2 separate regions of the Callithrix jacchus genome follow, and region 1 is linked to region 2. The links are chromatin contacts, called in public Hi-C maps. All regions are on one chromosome and are shown on one strand. Each heading gives the region's core, a stretch centred on a gene start, on an enhancer-like site or on the middle of the called end of the contact. The rest is flanking DNA. Distances are from core to core; before and after follow the strand shown.

Region 1 (4,339 bases), core at 567-3,066, 95 kb before region 2:
CACTGTAATACATAATGCTCTTCAGGAGTTTCAGCAGATGGCCATCCCAATACATACGAAATACAGACAAAATACTCATCCAATGTTGACAGAGACCCTGAAGAGAATGTGGCAAAGGCATAAAGTTGGATCTTTTGAAAAAGTTAATGATATCAAAATACTTTTCCATCACTGGTAAACCAAGCTAGGTCAAGTATATGTCCCAAAGCAGCACTGAATTCAGAGTAAGAGGTTGGCAAAAAGTTTGGAAAACTGTAGTTTTAAAAATTGGCAATTTCTTCATGCTTAATAAAACTATCAGAAGAGGTATAATGTTTGTTTGTTTGTGGAATGTTGACTGCTTGCTGCAAAAATTCACAACATGCATGAGGACCCGCAGAGATGCATTTCAATGAAAGTTTTTTAAAAAATTTACAAAAAACTAAAGTTTCTATTTAAAAAAGAACCATGTTATGCCAAGATGAAACATTGTAAAGAGTAGTGTAAGTTCTGTTCATGATTCTTTACCTAGTGAATGGGAAAGTGATAGAAACAATTTTCTTCTTAAAAAGGAAGCTTTGTTATTGCACTGACTTTTATAACCTGACATAGTAATTTAGAAAAATCATGTAGTAAAATCTGTAAAACTAAAATATAAAATTCTGGTTTGTAAACATCAGTTGGCCAAGTCTATTCAGAGTCCTTTATGATAGTGGAATGGAATGGATAATTAATACACTACCTTATTTATTTGCTGTGAGGGGGAAAATTCCAGAACACAGCCATTATACTTTCACAGTAAGTATATTCAAAAGATATAAAGAAAGTCAGTGCAGTCATCTAATTTTTTTTTCTTTCCCTGTGCAATGTTCAGCTCTCACCCCACTGTCAAGTGCCATAATTGAAATAATACTGGTTTGGAGACCTAGTACAGATTGGTCATAAATGCCGCATAAAGTCCGTAGGACTTCGGTAAAGGTATTTCCAAATGGCGTAGTAATGCACTGCAGCTGCCGTGGCCACAAACAGGTGCCAGATGGCATGAGCAAATGGAATGATGCCATCACTCTTGAAGAACACAACTCCCAAGCAATAAATTAAACCCCCATAGGCAAGTTCCTGAAGTCCATCGGTGTTGTTCTGTCAAAAGGGAAAAAGAAAATAAAAATGGTTTGATGTTACTCTGCTGTGACAAGCTACAGATAAGCTAATTCCCCACTAAGGCTCTTGATTTTCTAAGACAATGAAGAAGCTGTGTGAACACAATCCTGATCTGTAAACATGAACCAAACATTTAAAAAGTCATTGACCTGGATTGCCCTTTGGACTGACAGTCTTGAGTTTAGCAAGCAATCACATTACAGGTCCCCAGTGAAAAAGCAGAACATTCTGCCCATTTACAGCATATCTAAACAAACTGCAATCATAGCCAGACACGGAAGTTCATTTTAATAAAGTGCAATCCTTCGTTCTCATCTTCCCCTTTAAATGCTTTCTTCCCTACTAAGGCAGACCTAAGCCACTCCATTTATAATTTACATCTCAGCCAGGGTTTTCACTTCCCTTTGTCCTTCTCAAACACTGTTCTACACTGATTGCTTCTTTGAGACTTCCCCTGCTTATGTGATCTTATAGATTCCTTAAGGCTCGCACATGAAAATCATAACTAGAAGTGACCTCTGAGATCATAGATCACATAGTACAAGATATTTCCCAACCTTCTAGATGCCTCCAGGTCTTTTTGCCTTTGAGCCTGGGCATTGCTTAGTTTAAAAATAACTGAACATTCTTGTGTGTCTTAGAGCAGAAGGAAGAATTTTTTAGGCTGTTCTTGGTTTTCAAAGACCAAGGCCCTTATACGAGATTAAAATGGCTTATATGAATGAGGGGAGAGAATAGAGGCAATGCCTAGAAGCTGATGAAGAAGCAAGTCAGTGCCCTGGATTTCTGAGGACTAGGAATAGAAAGGAGAAGGTTCTGCAGCGTGAGGGGAAACCTAAGGCAGATCATGGCAGGGCCTTGGAAGGGGACAGGTATGTGGCTGTCACAGAGACCTGGGCACTGGGTAGCAGCCCAGTGAGCCTTGGATTAGGTCTCCATGGCCAAATCCAGCAAGAGTAAAGGGAAGCTCTAACTCAAGTACCTACTTAGAATGGGTCCCAAGGGCCTCAGTTAAAAGCAAGGCAACAACAGACCATCATGAGCTAATGACCAGGTTTGAGGATCTAGAGTCAGCTGTGTGCATCAGTCCTTTTTCAAAGTTCATAGAAGCCCCCATGTTTTGTGTGAGATCAAAAGATGGAGAAGGAGCCAATCCAAATGGACTTACATCAGATTTCTCCCTAACCTTGGGAAGAAAGGACTTCAGCCAGATTTATTTTTATTTAAAAAGTAAAAACAAAGACAAAACACAACACGTGATTAATTCCTCAAGGTTATACAGCAATGAATACATATTATACAAAATTACTGTGTGCGTATTAGGAGCCCTTTTCTAGGATAGGGGTAAGGCTGTCAACTGATTCACAAAGGGGTGCAAGACTCCCAAATGGTAAGAGTCACTCATCTAAAACAACCCCCTTATTACAGAGGTGAGGAGACTAAGGCCAGAGCAGTGAAATGGCCTGAACAAAATCACATGGGTTGTCACTGTTCCAAAATATCCCTATTTTTTTCTTTCTGCCAAAACAAGCAAGAGACCAAACCAAGTACACAGGTTGGTTTTGACATACATTCTGTTCACAGGCATTCTTAAGATACCACACTGAACTCACCTTTCAAAGACCTAGAACATAGTTAATTTTGTATCAAAATAATTTTTTTCATTATCACTATTATTATGGTAACTAGTTCCAGGCACTGTTTGAAGCACTTCATATATTTATTCATTTAATCTTCAGAACAACTCTAAATTAGGTACTATTATCCCCATTTAACAGATCAGAAAACTTTATCCAGTCTGAAAATCTGCCTTTTCATTGGAGTGTTCAGTCCACTGTCATGTAATTGTTATTATATAGGAGACACATAATTACTGGTATGGTTGTATTTAGGCCTCTCATCTTGCTTTATGTATTCTATTTGCTTTCACCTAATCTTTATTTCCTTTTTCCAATTTTCCCACTTGCTTTTAGATTAAATTGAGTAACTTTGGGATTTCATTTTATCTTTTCTCTTGATTACTTAACTATAATATTTATTTTGCTTTTGTTGGTGGTGGTTATTCTATGGATTACAGTATGCATCCTTAACTCATCACAATATACCTTTATTACTATACCCCTACACAAAGTTAAGACCCTTAAAACAGTGTGCTTCCATTTCTCCACCCCATCTATTGTTACCACGTGCTTTACTTCTACAAGTTAGAAATCCCTATGTTATCTTTTGAAGGAATTAAGACATGTAAAGCAGCCATATGTTTACATAGAAATTCATCATTTCTAGCAATCCTGGTTATTTATTTATTTATTTATTTATTTATTGACAGAGTCTTGGTCTGTTGCCCAGGCTGGAGTGCAGTGGCATCATCTCTGCTCACTGAAACCTCCACCTCCCATGTTCAAGTGATTCTCTTGCCTCAGTCTCCCGAGTAGCTGGGATTACAGGCTCATGCCACCACCCCCGGCTAATTTTTGTATTTTTAGTAGGGATGGGGTTTCACCATATTGGCCAGGTTGGTCTTGAACTCCTGACCTCAAATGATCTGCCTGTCTCAGCCTCCCTGGTTTATTTTTGACATTAATGTTCTAAACTGAGCTAACCTGAGCTAACATCAACTTGAAGTTGATAGGATTTTTTTTTTTCTTTCAGCATTTTAATGATTGACTGACTGACTGAGATGGAGTCTCACACTGTTGCCCAGGCTGGACTATAGTGGCCTGATCTCAGCTCACTGCAACCTCAACCTCCTAGGTTCAAGCAATTCTCTAGGCAAAAAAAAAACCTCTCAAGTAAATAGGATTACAGGAGCTCCACCACCATGTCCAGCTAATTTTTGTACTTTTAGTAGAGATGGGGTTTCACCATATTGGCCAGGCTGGTCTTGAACTCCTGACCTCATGTGATCCACCCGCCTCAGCCTCCCAAAGTGCTGGGATTACACGCATGAGCCACCGCGCTGGCCCCTTTTGGCATTTTAAATGTGGCATTACATTGTATTCCTGCTCCCATGAATTCTGATACAACGTCAGTGGTCATCATCTCTCCTTGCTTGTTTTTCTCTCTATGGCTGATTTTAAGGTCTTTTCTTTGCCTTTGTTTTTTAGTAATTTGACTTCAATGTGTCTTAGTGTAGTGTTCTTTGTGTTTATCCTGCTCTGGCCTCCTTGTGCTTTGCAGAGCTTCAGATTGATATTTT
Region 2 (4,268 bases), core at 1,596-4,095:
ATATATAGTCCCATAAAATATATACATTCAATATATATATTCGATATATATAGTCCCACAAAATATATACATATTATATATGTATTTTCATGGGAATATATATATATATATATACATATTATATATATTTTTTCATGGGAATATATATATATATATGTACCTATGAACATGCCCTTTTCTTAATGTGAGCTTCAGCTGAACTAACCTTCTTTCTTTCCCTTTCATGGGACTGTAAGTATATAATATATAAAGGGAAGGTTCTTAGAAGCTGCCTGTGAATTTGTGGTGTTTCCTCATTCACTTTATATTTTCCTTATAAAAGTGAAGATGGCTTATTGCTCAAAAAGGAAACAAAGTTGCTGTGAAGGGTTTTCAATAGTTTTCAAATCACATATTTGAGAGAAAATATAATGTTCTGATAAAATAAGAACCAAATTCAATTAAAAATGAACATCAAAACCTGAAAACAAAGTAACTGGGATTATCTTCATGTTTGTTACAGATACTTAACAATCCAAAGGCAAAACAGTGCTCATTGTCAAAGCTGGCAGGGCAGGCTGGACAGGCCCTCCTCTTCAGTTTTCTACAGGAGAAACTGAAATTGAATTTCTCATGTTTTCTTTTCAAGTTAGACACCATCAGACTTTCACAATCAATGGACTCTGAATTTTTTTTTGCTTTCAAGCTTTGTTTTTGTTATTTCTTCTAAAAAACCTCTCCTGTCCTACCCTTCAAGTCTCCAACATACTTTGTTCTTCTGGAAAAATAACTACTTATCTTTTAAGACAAATCATCTTATCTTTGGTACCTGAGTCTATGATGAAATTAGCCATTCAACATTGCTCAAATATTTCTTGAGCATCTTCTGTGTGCCAGACACTCGTCTCTGAGGACTCCTGTATCCTATGTGGATTTCTAGCAGAGCATCTGCAAAGCTTTATCCTTCATTGCCTAAGTCATGCCTGACCCCTCTTCCTGCTGTTGGGCAGCAAAAATCAGAGGGTAGGGTCATGACATTCATTTCTCTTTATTTCCACACAGGTCCTGATGGAAAGAAGGGGTTTAGTAAATGTTGAAGTAAATACCTAAGTTTTTCTGAGCTTGGGGAAGGCAGGGTTAATAAAAATACACACAATGGAGATAATAATTAAAAAATTTTGGAAATAGACTAATGAACAGGGTAAGAAACATATAATTCAACATCAACAAAGAGACTGAAGGGAGAGCAACCAGTGTTCTGGGGACAGATGCACCAAGCTGTGGGACCTCAGGAATCTTCAATGAGTTTTCATTAACTTTGTATTGGATCAGGTCAGATTTGAGGATTGGAGATGAAATTTTTGATGAGGCACATGGAAGGAAATAATATCAGTGATCATCATCATAGCTAACCCTGTGTGGCAAGAACTGTCTCAAGTGTTTTTGCTGAATTAACTCATTTAAATAGCCCCAAAAAGTTAGAGGTCCAATCACTATCCCTGAGGAACGAAGAGGTGGCTGAACTTAACCATGGCCACACAATTAGCAAGTGGAAGAGGCAGGATTTAACCCAGGCTCCCAGGTTTGTTGTTTTAATTGTGTGTGTTCCTTATTCTACCTCAGAGTTGGTAATAGAATGTGAAGAGCTGGTATGTACAGAAATAATAATGTTCTGAAGTCTGAACAAATTCAGTGAGGTTGCCTGGACTGGGTGCAGTGGCTCACATCTGTAATCTCAGCATTTCGTGAGGCCAAGGCAGGAGGATTGCTTGAGGCTGGGAGTTCAATACCAGCCTGGGCAACAGAATGAAACCCCATCTCTCAACAACAACAACAAAAAGCAAACAAAAAAGAAGGCCAGGCATGTGTGGCATGCACCTATAGTCCCAGGTACATGGGAAGCTGAAGTGGGAGGGTTGCTTGAGTCCAGTTCAAGGCTGCAGTGAGCTATGATCACACTGCTGCACTCAAGTATGGGCAACAGAGCACCCTGTCTCTTAAAAACAAAACAAAACAAAACCAAAAACCAAAAAAGTGGTGGCCTTGAAAGGAAAAGATTTGCAAAGAATAGGCTAGACTGGAGTTAGTCTTATTCCTCGTCACACACACACACACACACACACACACACACACACACCCTATTGCGTTTTCTTCTTTTAACCCTTGCTCGAAAGTCAATCTCTCCTGTGAGTTGCAAGGACAGTAACATCAGAAATGTACCAGTCGCCAACTTCATTATACTATAGTGTTGCTGACATTTTGCATTTGGAGAATTTGATTAAAGACCACTTTGAGATTCTTACCTTAAACCATTGCTTTTTTCATAAAGAAGGTGACGAGAAAATAGCAAGTAAGACAGAGTCCTCACTTTCTTTACCATGCAGGACATGTGCTGAGAGAATTGGAGCCATGATAGGGAGCAGTTTGTCTCTACGGAAAGTCTAGGGTCTCTCCCCAGTGTCCCTTAGCCAGCCTCATACCATTGTGCTTTTCTTCCCTAGTGGAGTGGGATCCCCCAAAGGAAGGCCAGGCCCCTTTGGCCAGTGGGCCCCTGGGGCACTTGGCTGCATCACCAGCAGTCGGATGGAGGGCTGGGTCTCCAGAGTGGCCTCCGGCGCATACTCCTTACTGGGATCCTTGCCTCGGCAGTCATATAGGATGCAGGAGATGAGGAAGACCAGGAGCAAGATGATGTAGCTCGCAACTAGGATGATCAGGTTCAAGGTGACAGGGTCAATCTCCAAGTAGAATTCCATCACTTCTCCCATGGTGAAGAAGCAGGCCTAGAGAAAGGCAACTGGGGTCAGTTTGGGCATTGCAGAGAGCAGATCTTAGAGCATCGGAATAGCTACATTGGCTCTGGAGTAAAAATACATTAATCCCTACTGCTCCAGGAGACCTCGGGGATTAAAGCTGCTCGGTTTAATAACTTAAGCTTGCTGTTAATACCACAGCCACCAAAACACAGAAGCTGTGTCTCATCAGTTAACCTACACAGAGAGAGAAAGAGAGAGAGAGATGGCTCATGAGTTACTGGATCATGGTGTATAAGTAGAGCATTCATATAATTCAGCATCCACACAGTTTGGTGAGCAAAAGTAAGTGCTGTTAATAAGCATTCCAAGATGACAGCTAAAAACCTGGGTTGTCCTGGACAATTGTGTTGTCTTGGTATAAGGGATGTTTAGTACCATGTATGGAGTGATTTGCATGATCAGGTCAGTAGGCTTTGGAAGTAGATGTGATTCTTCAAGAAGAAGATACTAGTGCCTGATATGTTCACCTTTTCCTCATTTGTTGCTGCATTTCTCATTACTTAATTCAAAACTGCTTTTTGAGTCCTTACTCCCTGTGTTTCAGACACTTTACTAAGCAAAGCAGAAATGGCTGTGATGAGACAGAGAAGCAAGTAATCTAGCAAGAAAGATAGCCTTTAAACAGATAATTGCATAACTCACCATTTAAGAACAGTGGAAATAAGTTTATAAGGGAGATATATAGAGGGTAAGAGGAGAGTGTGTCCCAATGTGGGTCAAAGAAGCTGCAGAACTGACATTTAACCTATGATCTGAAGGATAAGTGGCATTTAGCTAAGCGAGAAGGGATAGGGATGAGTCTTCTAGCTGCAAAGAACTGTCTGTGAAGACCCGAGCAGAAAGGAGCCTGGGAAATGGCAAGCATGGGAACAAGGGCAGAGTGACAGAAGCATAAAGAGAATGGGGAGCAGGAGGCGGGAGAGGCAGGCAGGAGCTAGAAGGCACAGGCACTTGTGGCCATACTCAGAACTTTAGATTTGATCCTAGAGCAATGGGATGCCATTGAATGCTTTTGCGCAGGGGAATGACTATTGAATTTGCATTTTAAAGAGATCCCCTTAGCTGCCTCCTGGATCCAGAAAGACAAGTAAGTCGAGAGGAAGATCAGACATTGATCAGATTACAGTTATTCCTAGATGTATAAATCACTGTCCTGCCACAGTTGTAGCCCTTCCCCATAGCCCTGCATAGGGCTACCTCATGGGCATGTGCCCTGTGCAGCTGCACAACAGTCCATGCTCGGAAAGACCTCACACTTGGTTTAATGCTCTGCTGTTGCCATCTTGAAATTCTTGACTTTTTAACATATCTACTTTTGGGCAGATAGGGCATCAGTAGCTTTTTCTCCAATAGCTAATAGGACTTTTTGGATACTCCTAGTTAAAGGCCGAAGCTCCCAAAGGTCTGCTGGTTTCTTAGTGTTAAGCTTCAATGGGCTAGTGGCTTCCGGTCAGGCTCCTTTATGTCCAGTTT

What was found. Hi-C and Micro-C count contacts between places; a contact is called where the count stands out from the background.
Region 1: a contact with region 2 is called in a Hi-C map of induced pluripotent stem cells, with 3 times the contacts expected there. The contact joins the enhancer-like site here to the promoter of SMIM36 in region 2. A contact is called at or near these places in 2 of 3 Hi-C or Micro-C datasets (induced pluripotent stem cells and skeletal muscle).

Annotation. Positions count from the first base shown.
Region 1 is chr5:110,824,743-110,829,081 of calJac240_pri, reverse strand. All of the region lies in intron 6 of MMD (monocyte to macrophage differentiation associated), which reads right to left. Among named protein-coding and RNA genes, the nearest start is that of MMD, 25 kb to the right of the region's middle. Within about 2 kb of position 1,816, at least 5 of the 16 cell types and tissues checked have an H3K27ac peak or open chromatin away from gene starts, as enhancers often do. A contact at or near this core is called in skeletal muscle, where this site is marked.
Region 2 is chr5:110,731,100-110,735,367 of calJac240_pri, reverse strand. SMIM36 (small integral membrane protein 36) reads right to left here and starts at 2,845. Exons shown (of 2, transcript XM_054256245.2): 1 at 2,283-2,845. The coding sequence starts at 2,747. The coding sequence ends at 2,454. The region is part of intron 1 of LOC144582876 (a long non-coding RNA gene); the gene reads left to right.